Regions from separate parts of the Aphis gossypii genome. Here region 2 is linked to region 1. A link is a contact called in public Hi-C data. All regions are on one chromosome and are shown on one strand. The core of a region is the stretch at or near the end of the contact, and the rest is flanking DNA. Distances in the headings are between cores, read along the strand shown. Region 1 holds the start of LOC114121100 (nonsense-mediated mRNA decay factor SMG5). Region 2 holds the start of LOC114121095.

Region 1 (3,717 bases), core at 753-3,252:
GATCTTTTTTGACATTATTATTAGTATCATCATTTGTTAATAGATAAAAATCAAATAATTCAGGCTTATTGAATTTAATTTCTGCTTGAAATTTGAACAGTAAATGATAATAACTGCCAATGCCTGACTGAAAATGATTTTCTATTAGTGCCAATTCCGTTTGATTCCAATCATTATTCTGAAATAAAATTGTCTTAATAAGTATTTTGAAAAACCACAATTATTTCATAAATGTATATTTATTAACACGTTGACTGTCGGTGGTCATTCAATAGGTATTTGTTATATGCCAAGCATACTTTTCAATGTCTCCCAAGTTTGTAGGTATATAATATACCTAACAATATATTTGAAAAAAAAATTGTAATGATTCCCGCTACGCCACGGTTTTTATTTTAGTGCATTATGGTAGCGCCATAGAAAAGTTAATAATATAAAACCAAATTTATTTATGGTTGATGGAAGTCTAATGGCATGGTAGTAATGATAAACTATAGATGACTGCTGGTGGCCATATGGCAGTCAACGTGTTAATAAGATGGGGCACACTTATATTATAATGATATATAAATGATTTAGTTATTTCTTTACCTTGCGTAGAAGTTTAGCAGTAGAATAAACATCATGATACGTTTTACGCCACATGATATCTTCAGCTTTCCGGCCATAAATTAATGGATCTGCAAGCATCATTCTTTCACAATAGTTTTTTAATTTTATTCGCTGTGTATCAACAGCAACAGTAAAAAGATCTTTGCAAGTCAGAGACCGGCCACGTTGATCATCCAAAAAATGAGATACTTCATTTATACTCCTAAAAACAAAGTTTCCATTAAACTTAAATGACATCATATAATATAATATGAATGTATATTATAATTGTAGACATAAAATTCAATAATTATCAAATAATATTGTATAACCCAATGGATTGGATTGTTGTTTTTAATACATTTTAATAACTATAAAGAAAAATACCTAGCAATTATATTATTTTTGAATTTATTTTATAAAATATTATGACTGTATACATAGTAACCAATATAAATTTGTAAAGAGAAAACTTGGTAAACATTTAAAGTTCAGTGACAATTAAATAAAAATAGCAGGGCAATGATTTACTTGCAGGATTAAACTTTAAGTATTGCTTTAAAACTGAATGAATGAGTAACATGGCACATTGTTAATGGGTTATCATCGTTAGGGTATGGGAGAAAAACATAAGCCAATCCAACAATAAAAAGGGTAGTACACAGTCTTTTTACTCACTTGTACAATTTTCTGACCGATTCACTGGCTTCTGTGGTGGGCTCCACTCCACGAGTGTTATGCAATTTTTTCATGGCAACCATTTGCTGCTTCTAGCACACACAGACTATTACACAGGACACTTAGAATTAATATTCTCGTCCAAATAAACTTAAAGACTTTAGTAGGTTCCAATCTGACCAGGTGTTTGTCAATCGTCAGTGGAAGTTATCGGTAGCGGCATTTGTCATGTAGACTTGACTTAACCATCGACAGGTGTTGAATTTTTTGTTCACGATTGGTGCAAACTCAAGGGCAGAGGTCACGTCCATTGACGCCATCACTGTAGGTTCGTGTACGGAACGAACTTGGTGAAAAGTAGCATAGGATTCCGTGACAGACGAAATCACGAGCCAGAATTTTTCCGTAATCCCGTCTTCAACGAGCTGTAGTTATCCACAGCGCGGATATTGTCGTCGTTTTTATAAAACTATTGATACAAGTCACACGCCAAGAATGTGAGAACTGAGAATGAAAGAACTAAGGAAACAAAAAAAAAAAAAAAATGAAACAATGTCGACAACAGGTTTAGCAGATTAAAACATCGAGAATCGAGTAATAACTACCTAAATCACTAATAACATTAATAATAACATTTCTAAATTATTACGACTACTATTTAGTATGAGTTATTATTTACGATAATAACGAAAAACTTTAGTCCGTGGTAATAGTGTACGACAGGACAGGTGGTGTGTACCGCCATCACGTTATCAGTACGGATCAGTGCGGCCAACGATGTGGCCGTAACATCAAAAGTTGTAACCTCGAATCTTTTGTCGACGATCGGTGGCTGTAATCGGTATTCAAAAAACGCGCAATTTAACGGTATCATGCGCTCGCGTTGTTATTGTTGTTATTTGTTTTCGGTTTTGACTTGATTTTAATTTTATTTGTTCGTTTCGTTTTCGAGTGCGTCGTTTTTCTATCACATATTCACATACCGAACAAAAAACACGAAATCCATTTGAACGTTAAGCTTATTGATTTAATATTTATGTACTCCAGGTAAATGTACACGTTATACTCGTGTCTCATTACATGAGTACTCTGCGATTTTTTATGACTTTCGAGCCTGCCTTAAATGGTTTTGACTTCAGACCGCTCCATTGATTCCATTTACTGATTATATCGTCGCTCAACCTCGGTAAGTATCTGTTTGAAATTATATACCATTAACCCTTTAGTCATCGAACTAAGTGCTAAGAAATAAGTTAACTGAATACAGATTACTATCATACACGTCTCGTTTTAGATTAAAAATTAAAATATAGTTATTGCTATATTGCTACAGCGGTACATAGATTTTTTAGAACTTGAAATGTATGTGTGGACGTTATAAGTAATTTTTTTTTATTATTATATCAAAACAATATAATATTTTCTATTTGTATATGGGTAAAATAGAATAAGTAAAAGTTATGTTACATTTAGGACTTGTTTGCTACTTAAGTGAAGGTACCTATGTGATGTTTCAAGTACTGTAGCATTATTTTAAATGTGTAAGCAAGAGAAGGATTAAAATGTGAAAAATAAGGGAGCTAAGAGAGAGTAGATTTTGTGTAGAACTTCATTCCAGGTTAAAGGTCTGAGATAACGTAAGAAAATACAGTTTTACAATATTTTTTTATCTCTAATGACGTAAAGATAATATCTGTTAATCTATGAACTTATTATAAATGATATTTTTAATCCATTAAAAATTGAGAAAGGATGGAGAAAGACTTTTAGGACGATAAGAAGAAGGAGGTCTGGCAGCTCACCAGACTGGGTTAATATTATGGTGGAATGTTTCCAAATAGATGGAATAAGTTAATAATTAGAAAAGTTTTGCTTCTTTTTATAAGTTTTGGATTGTTTGATTTATGATCTGGTAGTTTGAATCAATCTGAAGATTTGTTCTTAGATGACTTTTTGATTACCTACCTATAAAGTAAATTTTAGAAGAGGATTTATTCTTGATTGGTATAGCTATTAGAATATTCTTAAACATTTGTATTTTTTCTTATTCTAAGTTCACCTAAAATGTTGATTTTTAAATTATTCATAGATGTTATAAATTTTATTTCAAACTGTAAGAGAATCAATTTATTTTAATATGCTTAGTACAACATATTTATTTTTTACTAATTTTATATTATATTGTTTTCTGTAGTTTTTATTTGGGTTATAAAATTATTATTAATAAAATATATTATTTTTATAGATTACCAATGGCTAGTCGACAGTCTGTTAGTTCAATCTTAAAGCCACCTAAAGTAAGGGCACCTCTTAAAGAAATTGAAACAGTTGATCAAGATGCTGATGAGAATACTGCAACATTTTCTAAAAGAAAAGTGAGTTTTTCAGGGATGAATAAAATAAAAATGTATAACACAGGTGCTACATCTTTAACTGTTCATCAAGCTC
Region 2 (3,717 bases), core at 813-3,312, 160 kb before region 1:
TTTAATAAACACATAATATTTAATTATCTTATTGGTGGTAGCATATTATTATATAAATGTAAATATAAAATAATTATTTATTTATATTCGTCGGAACAAATAGATAATGGTACATTTGATGTAAATGTAAGTCACATTACATTATTTAGTTTAATAGATTACTGGCTGCTGACTGTTGTGGTATTTGCGTAGTCTTTTTTATCAAATCGTTCCACCTGAAATCGAAAACGCGATTTGATGCAGCTACCGATGATGTAGTTCGTTTAGCTGTGCTTGTTCGAATGCGATTTACAATGGGTATCATTAACTCACCCGTTTCCATATCTGCACAGAAATAGAACAGTGTATACGTATCAAAGACACACACGACACGCATTAAATAAATATTAAAGTTTTTTTGTTTTTGTGCTTTTCGAAAGAACTGGAAAATGAGTATCTATACTATAACAAATAAATATAACTATTATATTTATTTTAGTTAAGCCTATTAAATTGTTGATCACTGCAATTAAAAAATATATCTTTCCAATATCCATGTATTGAGGCTTTTTTTTAGAGGGTATTTCTATATTATGTGTAATGTGCTCAATAAGAAATCGATAATGCGATAAAGTGCCTACGATTCAAGTAAGGTACACCTCCGCTTTTCTTAACAACCGTTGTCTGTCCCAACCTTTGGTCGGTTCGTTGTGTCGTGGACCTAAGCAGCAAGCTGTCATCGTCCTGGACCGTGGCCTTCGGTACGGCCTTACAGTCGACGCACAGAAGCTCGTGAATTTCGTCAGGGTCCGCGTCCGTTGTGTCCAGTTCTGAGGGTTGCAGGTTCAACTGCTCCGGGAAGAAGTTTGTATATAGGTAATCGTCTTCGTCGACGTCCGCTGTGGCAGACACGACTAGCAACAGCACCAAATAAGCTGTAACTGCAGCTGTAAGGTTAGGCGATTCACGCATGATGATGTAAATACCTATAAACCTGCGGGCCGAGTAGTAATCAGTATTTGTATTAAAACTATAGAGTATCTTATACTATAGAGTAAATTAATTTATGATTAAAACCACCACACTAAATTGATAAAATATGATGAAGCTCAAAATTATGATAGTAATATATTATAATATTGGTATATTTATTATTAAAATAATTTAAATGTTACATAGTATATGTCTCAAAGTTCCCGAACTATAAATTTAATAAAAACATAGATTTAAAGATAAACGAATTTATTTAAAATAATCCTCTACATAAAGTCTTTGTCTAATTATATATACTCCGATACTCGTTATATCGCTAGTTAGTAAAGCTGTTCAAATAGGCTTGAACTTGAAAGAACTTATTTTGTGGAAATTATGTATACACTATATACTTTAACTGTAAAGCTCTTTGGATCGCTAGAATTTCGTCAAAGAAGTGACCTTTCGTCTTCAACTTGATTTTTGGAAATAAAAAATAATCTGCCAAAGCCAAATCGGGAGAATAGGACTAGATAGGACGATGATCTGATTTTCAGCTTAAAACCGCATTAAAATAGTGTTGCCGTGTGAACTGGAGCATCGTTATGCTAGAGCTTAAGTTCAACTTCTCGGATAACGATATTCGAGATTCGACGAATATGATGGCATTATTGTAGACCTTTCATAACTTCCAAATAAAACTAAGCATTCACCGTTTGAAACTAATTCACAGTGAATAAGGTCAAAAAATGTAGTCCAGCAATTTTATTTGGATACTTTTGTCGAATTTTCGTATGTTTTATACGTTTATTTCTGCTATCTAGTATCTATTTCCGTTTCCTAAATGTTTTTAAATTATACCTAATGAACTGTCAAATGCACTTTTAGTTTAGTATAACGTCATATCATGAACTATTTCTATTTTTTGTTTTCTTGGCTCGCCCCGTACCAATAATAATAAATATAGGTATATATAATTTTATTTTGTAAAAAAGCTATGCTCACTCAAAGACTGTTGACTTTTGCGCATGATTGTACGAAAATTTAAACTGGATAAACGCAGAATATAGATGTTAAGTATAGTTGCAATCAGCAACTCAGCTCATTGCACTTTCGCTGTCGACTATTGTATGATCATACTAAACTTATTATTATTGATAAAGGTTACTATAGTAATAATAAGGTAAATTATAAAATATGATATAAACTTGGTTTCATGTTAATGATTTATAATAAAATAAATAATCATTACAATATTGTGTATATTTTTGTTATTGTTTAATTATCCAGTACTTGGAATGAGTCTTGAGGGGGACACGGGGGATGGATTCCATCTTCTTTCAATTTGATTTGTTTAATTTATTTTATATACCTATATGTATACTTATTATATTATAATATTTTATTTTGTTAAATTGTATTTGTTTTACTTATATTTTTGAATAAATTATTTAGGTTCATCGATACAAATTTAAAATCATATTACATCATTATTATACGGAGAACCCAGTATGAGAGGAGATGGGGGTATGGGCAGAGTTTTCACAGACCTGGTAACCCTTTATCAAAATGTGTGTTTCTTCTCTATAAATGTATGCATAAATTCATATTAACGTATATTATGTATATAATGTTAATACTAACATAGTAACATACTAACGAGTAACGATAGCTATAGGTACCTTCCTATAATTGCGAAGCTCTATCCTTTTGCAATTGTACGATAGTCATCTACGTATATAGGACGTATGTAGGTACATTCTAATCTGCTTTACGCAAAACGACCATACAGGTATACACTTTGTCGTCGTCACAACAGGTATATTGGGAACAGCATCAACATTTAAACGTACTCGAATATTTTTTTTTTAGTATCAACTGTTTTCGGAGCAAATTAGATTGATTCATGTCTTGAGCTCTAAAATGTTAAGAACATATTTTAGTACTTGTTGAAGGTTCTTTTATAAAAAAATTTAAATACACCCACTTGTTAAACGTAGCAAAATGTTCATATTTTTTTTGGAAAAGAGAAAAATTATATATTTTGCCAGAACGCGACGAACGACCGTATTATACACAACACGAAGTCATATTTCTGCTCTTACTTATTATTAAACTTATTATACAACAATATTTTATGAATAATATGATTTATAAAGTAATAAATAATCTGAATAATCATGATTGTGTTCAATAAAGATCAATAATATCTATGATACTTTAAATTGGGGACTGGGGATATCACAGATTACAATAGACTTATATGGTCAACTAAATTATAATATTAAATTATTTAAAAAATTACGAACTTTAAAAATATCCCTAAGGGCCTAAAGATCCAATACGATAAATTTAATAGGTATTACGCTCATAATAATGGGTAAATAAAGTCGAAATATTTACAAGTATAACACCACGGGAATAGATTCTATGACGTTACTTGTCAACTTCAAATGCCTGTATATTGCCATAGTAAAGTCGTAAATATTATTAGGTTGGACCATTATTTTTTATATATGAAAAAAATTATTTTTTACTTTTCACTGTCCTAGAACTTAATTTATCACTGTTACACTAACGATTAGTTCATCTATATAAGGTTCAATTATATACTATTCCGGATATCTATAGTATTTAACTATAGTCACATGATACCGTTTGGGATCTGACGTTGTTACACTGCCTTTAAATGTATTTTTTCTATCATTTTAGTTGTTTGTATGATAAATAAAAAGCGCTTTGAACGTAAACACCGACACATGCGGA

Evidence for each region. Hi-C and Micro-C count contacts between places; a contact is called where the count stands out from the background.
Region 2: a contact with region 1 is called in a Hi-C map of whole body, with 4 times the contacts expected there. The contact joins the promoter of LOC114121095 here to the promoter of LOC114121100 in region 1. A contact is called at or near these places in 2 of 2 Hi-C or Micro-C datasets (both in whole body).

What each region holds. Positions count from the first base shown.
Region 1 is chr3:34,098,472-34,102,188 of ASM2018417v2, reverse strand. LOC114121100 (nonsense-mediated mRNA decay factor SMG5) reads right to left here and starts at 2,002. Exons shown (of 16, transcript XM_050203987.1): 1 at 1,875-2,002; 2 at 1,270-1,788; 3 at 592-814; 4 at 1-178. The coding sequence starts at 1,352. LOC114121099 reads left to right here and starts at 2,141. Exons shown (of 3, transcript XM_027983268.2): 1 at 2,141-2,455; 2 at 3,515-3,717. The coding sequence starts at 3,522.
Region 2 is chr3:34,258,023-34,261,739 of ASM2018417v2, reverse strand. LOC114121095 reads right to left here and starts at 2,062. Exons shown (of 3, transcript XM_050204001.1): 1 at 1,957-2,062; 2 at 621-973; 3 at 60-324. The coding sequence starts at 951. The coding sequence ends at 146.